Linked DNA regions of Mus musculus: region 1 is linked to region 2. Evidence: chromatin contacts called from public Hi-C data. All regions are on one chromosome and are shown on one strand. Each heading gives the region's core, a stretch centred on a gene start, on an enhancer-like site or on the middle of the called end of the contact. The rest is flanking DNA. Distances are from core to core; before and after follow the strand shown. Region 1 overlaps Pnkd (paroxysmal nonkinesiogenic dyskinesia). Region 2 overlaps Tns1 (tensin 1).

Region 1 (3,257 bases), core at 341-2,840, 330 kb before region 2:
ATTCCTCCCAGCACGACCGGGCAGGGAGGACAGGGGGGAGGCCTGTGAGTCAGCAGCTGAGCCACCCTAGACCCTGGAGCCACACCCCAGACAGTGAGTCACTGCAGCCCCTCTCTTGGGAAGAGGGAGGGGGCCCTGCATGGTCAGTTTCCTGGGTCACAGTCAGCTCTTAGAGCTGTCATTGAGCCCTGAGATCACTCAACCACCCCATTTCCCACATACCCTGTGAAAGTGAAGGGCCAGGTCATTGGGACATCATGGCTTGGTAGCACTGTTGGGACTCTAACAACAGGGCCTTTCCTGGCAGTGCCTTTTAGGACTGTTTAGCCATCAGCCAGCACCCCCTCTCCCCCCATGGAGGATTTCATATAGACCTAGATTACTGAGATAAAAGCCATAATGGAATGTCAGGCACCTCTATACCAAAGGTAACCTGCTTTGCCCTCTTCCCATCCACCAGGATGTCGTTCTTTCTGTGGACTCAGAAGGCGGCTTGGAGAGGGAAAGAGTAGGGTTTAGGGGAACAAGGCTTTTGCTCCAAAGGCTGGGGCAGGAAAAACTTGCTTCTTTTATCTTGCTTGTGATTACTCTGTCCTTTCATAGACTCGAGACTCTCCAAACCAGTTCCAGTGGCTGATCTTAGACTCACTCTCCACTCTGGGAGTCCCACTTCTCCAGTAGCTCTGCCCTGCGCAGTGCCTGACTCCCAAGCTTCCCTGCCCGGCTCACTTCTCATACCCCTCCTCTCTAGAAAGGCTTTCTTCTCTCTGGCTTGACACATTCTTGCTCTGGGGAGATGGAGAACAGCTTTCCTCAGTGTGACCTGCTCAGAGACCTGGCCTGTTACTCGATCCTCACTGGTTTTCCTTGTGAATCACTCCCGTTGTCCTGAGAGGAGCCGTGCATGTCCTCTATCTGATCTCTGAGCTGCACTGGTGCCCTGAAAGAGAAGCTGGGACTCTCCTGCTTCCAGCAGCGGCCCTGAAGGTGTGGCTGACCTGGATCTGCCAGTCTTTCCTGTAGGGCAGGGGGTAACTCTGTCACAGGGTGTGCATGGGAAGGGGTGGTTCTGTGAAAGAAATAAAGACACCATTTCCTTGGTTTGTCTCTGTCCTCATCTCTGCCATATCTGGATGTGCCTGCCATTTCATTATGGGTCCACAGGCTGTGATGAGCTTGGCAGAGGAGGCCTAGAAAGTACAGCAAAGCATGAAGGACTCATAACACCAGACCCACTCAGGGTGTGCTCCTAACAGCTGGCTCCAGGACTGTGGGAGCTACTTTACTAAAATGGGCCTCACTGCTCCCCTGAGCATCAGTGTGGCACCTGGAGCTTCGGCAAGCTGCAGGGCTCTCCTGTCAGAGGCATTCCATCCTGTGCCCTCACTTCTCTGCTTGCTTTCCTTGACCTTCCCCGCCACTGCTGCTGGGAAGACTCCAGAGACCCCCTTCCAGGGAGCTCTGGAGCACTGTTTACTCCCTGGCAAGACCAGCGAAGGGAGCAACAGGCACAGGCTGCCACATGCCCCGTGACGGGATGGGAACTGGAGAGTCCTGTCTGCTGCCAGCCCTGCCCCTCCCTCTGGGGCCTGGCCATTCTGGCACAGTGGCAGGATTGTTTTCTTCCTCCTCTTTCCTGCTCAGCTTCTAGCTTGGCTCCACCCTGTATCTGGCCCTCAAGCCTGCTGCTCCAGCCAGCTGCTGTGGGGGCTGGGTTGAGCCCTCTAAAGGGTCCCAGCTGGCCAGCCCTGTGACTCACCAGGAAGCGCTTCTAGGGCCATCCAGCTTCTTCCCTGGTTCTGCTGTCAGGACAGCACTGCAAGGTTCCCTTAAAGGCGAACAGGGAGTTCCCAGGCTGCCAGTCTCTTGTGTTGTTCTGATCCTCAGCTGTGACGCTGGTCGTCTGACTAATCCCCACCCCTACTCTCCTGTGGCCAGGGCAGGGGAGGCCCCAGATAAAGGCTGCTGTGAGAGATTATAAAACCCAAGGGCTGGTGTCCTGTGGGCGGTGAATGGCATGTGTAAGCTACAGACATAGCCTAGAAAGGAGCAAGGGTGGAGTGGGCAGCCAGGAACTCATGACTGATTGCTTGTTTCCTATTGCAGGACCCAGAAGCTGGGGTTTCCCCTCAGCCCTTGAGTGGCCATGTCCAATCCCAGTGCCCCACCTCCCTATGAGGACCACAACCCCCTGTACCCTGGCTCTCCACCTCCTGGTGGCTACGGGCAGCCATCTGTCCTGCCAGGTGGTTATCCCGCCTACCCTGCCTACCCTCAACCTGGTTACGGTCATCCTGCTGGCTACCCACAGCCGGTTCCTCCCGTCCATCCAATGCCCATGAACTACGGTGAGTCATGGAGGGTGGCTGGGGTTGGTGGGACAAGGTAGAGCTTGGCACTGAGGAACCCTTACATTCCCTTCCTCCTACCATCCCCTTTGATACCATTTTCTCTTCCTGTCTCACCTTCCCCTTAACCTCCTGGTCTTCCCTCCAGCCACTTGCTGGCCTATATATTCAGTAAGAAGACTGAGGCCTTAAGACTGAACTTACACCCAGAGATGGCAGCTGGGTGAAGTAATGGCTTCTAAGTGGTTGCCCTAAGGAACCATTTCTGTTTCTCAACAAGTCTGTTGCCACTGTGTGTGGGCACCATTCCTTCCTTAGGAACCCTAAGCACTTTTTAATATCCTAGGGCTGACACATCTCCTGCCAACAGCCAAAATGTCATGGTTGTCCAGTGAAGGTGATGTTAGACTAGAGTAAGCCTCTTCTCCTGGGGGTGGATTTTGCATATATATATGCACACATATATACACCCACCCACCCACCCACATACACACACACACACACACACACACACACACACACACACACACACACACACATATTGTTTGTTTGTTTGTTTGTTTTTGGTATGAGAGACTGAACTCAAGGTCATTAAACATTTGCTCTGCCTATGCCTATGAGCTGTACCGCAGCTCCTTCTGGGTAGATTTTGGAAGTAGTTCCCCAAGAGGCATCCATGGAATGTTGGTGGCTGCAGTAGCCTCAGTGTCCTAGAGCCAGTGAGTATATGGCCAGCTCTTATTTGGACATGCATTCTGAGGTGACCACTGTGCATTGTGAAGCCTGCTGTAGACACAGCCCATGCCCTCCTGTACCTACTTCCTGTGTAGTCTTCCCTCTTACTCTCTGGCACTCCACTCCCAAGGCCACTGCTCTGCCAGCCAGTTCCACTCCCTAAATGCCAGCTGC
Region 2 (3,286 bases), core at 722-3,221:
GGCTGCCCAGAGTTAGTGCTATGTGGTTTTTGTCAAGCTCATAGCCCTCCTGGGGATGCATGCAGTTCCCAGGGAGCCCCTTCAAGGCACCTCAATACTGGCCTAGTCACTGGTGTATGGGTGGGTGGTTCTGAGATGTCACATGGTCTCATCCGTCTTCTTCACTTGCCATTGGTGCCTCTGAGCCCTGTCTGCGTGCCTCCCTGTCTGCTTTCTGCTGCTTCTTTGTCTTGGAGAGCAGAAAGAGCATGTGGCCAAGGCCATCTTGAGCTAGTGCCTAGCTGTTACATTGGGCTGGCAGTATGGAGGCCATTGAAAGACACCTGGTCAGGCACAGACCCTTGGTGAATGGCTACAGGCATTGATTCAGTCTCCTTTGCACCCCGAACTCATCTGTCCTTCTCTGCCGTCTCCTTCCCGGATGAGGAGGCTTCTGGAGCACATCTGTGCTGAGAGCCGTGAGGTGAGGAGAGGCAGGAGGGCTACGAACAGATGTCCCTCTACCCCTTATCCGTCCGATGCATATATCTACTGGGAGCTGACAGTCCCCCTCCTGCATAATCTTATCCTATTCCCAGGGAACATATCCCCAGACTGGCTCTGCCTGCTGCCTTCCTGGAATAGGTATGGAGACCCCCAAAAGGCTGACTCTCCAAAGCCTGTCCTACCCCTGTAGCCCTGAGCTGCACTTCTTCAGGTCTTTTGGGCTACTGTGGGGGGGGGGGTAGGGTCCTAGGGCATTCTGAGAGTATGTTTCTATCACACACACACACACACACACATACACACACACACACACACACACACACACACACACACACACACACACAGAGCCTCGGTGCGCAGTCAGCTCAGGCAGCAAGCCCTCCTCCTTTCTTTCTCAGTGTCCTTCCCTCTCCCCCTTCCCTTCTCCCCCTGCACCTTCAGCACCTTGCTGCCATGTCTGTCATGGGGTGGGGGGTGCTTCTTCCTGCCCCCACCCTTCTGACTATGCCTGCTGCCTCCTTGATGATCCTGGGTTCGCTCTAGAACAAGACATTTTAGAGCTCCAAGCTTTCCTCTGTGTATTTTGCCACAGTGGAAACTAAACCAGCCAAGCTCATGCAGTAGGCAGCTAAATTGGAGTCGTCTGTTGGGAACTCAGCTTCTTCCACCCTGTACTCTCTTTCCTCTGTCTAGCTCAAGTCTACCTGCTATATGCCAATGGCATTTCTTCCCGCTATAACCCACCATGCTTCTGGCTACATATTCCCTGGGTGACAACCTTACCTGGTGCTGCATGTGCCCCTGCCCCACTCGCTCACAGACTATGAAGTAGCTCTCCTAGGGACAGTGTTCTGTTTTAGTCCTAACCCCAAGACTAAGTCAAAACACTCAATCATTTTGTCCTTTAAGAACAAGGGTCAAGGGGTTGAGAAGATGGCTTAGTTGGCAAAGCGCTTTCCTTATAAGCACGAAGACCCCAGTTCTATTCCCATGTGCAAAACCAGGGGTGGTTCGTAGGTGTTTGTAATCCCAGTGATGGAGAGGCAGGCATAGGAGGATCGCTGGGGCTCAATGACCTCCCGTCCTCCTTAACTTACTTGGTGAATTCCAGGCCGGTGAGGGACCTTGCCTCAAAAGAAAAAGGGAGATAGTGCCTGAGGAAAGGCCTCTGAGATTGACCTCTCACCTCTACACACTCACAGGCACACAGGTACATGCTCACTCTCCCAAAGGCACACATGCGCGCACAGAGAGAAAGAGAAGAGGCATTAACATTGAACAAGAGCCAATTGTTCAATTGTTCAGGCCTGGGGAGATGCTTCTACACCTGTTAGTGGCTAGAGAGAAGGGAGGGTTAGGACAGCAACAGGAAACAACAGTGAGAAGGGACCCAGCCTATCAAAGTTGTGGCCATGGTAACCTGAGCTCCCTCCCCCAGATCCAGACTCGGCTGGGCCAAGGCTGCCCTGGGAAGGATGAAGTAATCAGACTACAAACTAAAGCTGCTTCTCTAGTGAGGTGTGGCCCTCTAGTGTCCCACCCTCTTTATAGTGTTAGACCAGCTGGAGGAGCTGTGGTTCTTGTGTGTGTATGGGGGGAGGTGCTTCTAGGACCCTCCAGCCACCTCCCTCTGTTCGTGTGTCCCGGATCTGGCAGCTGGGGTGACTTCCTTCCGGGAGTCAGTGGCTGAGTTGTGATGTTGGCTCTGGCTCTAACCATCTGTGGGGACCTCTGCTTCCCAGAGTTGGATGGATGGGATCGGGTGGACCAGCCACTGAACTCAGGATGTCCCCTGGGCTGTAATTCTAGGAAATGGCCTGGGATAGCTGCCCACAGTGGCAGCAAATCTGGGGACTCGATGAATCCTGGGTACTTGGAGGCAGCCAAAGGTCTCTAGGTCTATCTTCCTGTCTCTAGAATCTAGAACGTATGGATAAAGCTACCATGCTCAGGGCTGCTTCGTGGTTGCAGGGAATGCTGGCTGCTTCAGAGGTCAGAGCAGAGTTGTACTGAGTAGCTTCACTGTCTCAGGGACATCACACTCTCCAGGGGCTGGGTCATTTCGTGAGACTCTTGTCTTTGCTGCATGCCTAGCAGATGATGGGTTGGCCTAGGCAATGGGGTTAGGTGGACTCTGAGGCTGTGTGATTAAAAAGTGTGGCTTCCAAACTGTACAAGGTAGCATACTTCTCATGTGGGCTGCTGTAGACCCTCCTCCTGAGAGTGACAAGGAGCCCTGGGAGCAGATCCTGTGACACAGATAAGCTGGTGAGGGAGGACTGACCAGGGGGCTCAGAGGACATTGCACAACCTGGATACCACTAGGGCTCTCATGGGGGACATTGGCTTGTTCTGGGATACTCAAAGAACACCATAAAGTCACTTGAGAGATGATGCGAATGGGAGCTAAGAGTACCTGTTTCTGTTTCTTAGAGATAAGATGGGCTTTCGTGGGGGATGGTAAGATCATAGTAGGAAGCTTTTGATTTCACGAGGAGCATCACTGGGCAAACCTGGCTGTGCCCATAAGGGCATTTTAAAATTCAGATTCTCAAGCCACTGAGAGTTCTGTCTTCTGCGGGGAAGGTGGCGTCTGAAGTCAGGGTCTCCCTCCCTCTGTCCTTACCTTGTTTCTGTCCCCTGGCTTTTTTTTTTCTTTAACAGAGGACCTTACTATATAGCCCAGAGTAGGCCTGAACTTGCTTCAGTCCTGTGTTAGCCTCCCAAGCGAAGGCTGTCCATCCAGTCAGAGTCTTTAGGGGATTCTTCAGGGGCTTCTATTGCTTTCTGAAGGCCATTT

Evidence for each region. Hi-C and Micro-C count contacts between places; a contact is called where the count stands out from the background.
Region 1: a Hi-C map of muscle stem cells shows a contact between it and region 2, with 2.4 times the contacts expected there. The contact joins two enhancer-like sites. A contact is called at or near these places in 1 of 484 Hi-C or Micro-C datasets (muscle stem cells), 3 of 115 datasets of contacts at active chromatin or transcription factors (the NIH/3T3 cell line, bone marrow-derived macrophages and embryonic stem cells) and 2 of 9 other capture datasets (adipose tissue and liver).

The regions. Positions count from the first base shown.
Region 1 is chr1:74,294,289-74,297,545 of GRCm38.p6, reverse strand. All of the region lies in intron 2 of Pnkd (paroxysmal nonkinesiogenic dyskinesia), which reads right to left. It overlaps Tmbim1 (transmembrane BAX inhibitor motif containing 1), which reads left to right. Exons shown (of 12, transcript NM_027154.5): 2 at 2,107-2,348. The coding sequence starts at 2,147. Among named protein-coding and RNA genes, the nearest start is that of Tmbim1, 8.4 kb to the left of the region's middle. Within about 2 kb of position 1,590, at least 352 of the 459 cell types and tissues checked have an H3K27ac peak or open chromatin away from gene starts, as enhancers often do. A contact at or near this core is called in muscle stem cells, where this site is marked.
Region 2 is chr1:73,965,391-73,968,676 of GRCm38.p6, reverse strand. All of the region lies in intron 18 of Tns1 (tensin 1), which reads left to right. Among named protein-coding and RNA genes, the nearest start is that of Gm39664, 64 kb to the left of the region's middle. Within about 2 kb of position 1,971, at least 22 of the 459 cell types and tissues checked have an H3K27ac peak or open chromatin away from gene starts, as enhancers often do. A contact at or near this core is called in muscle stem cells, where this site is marked.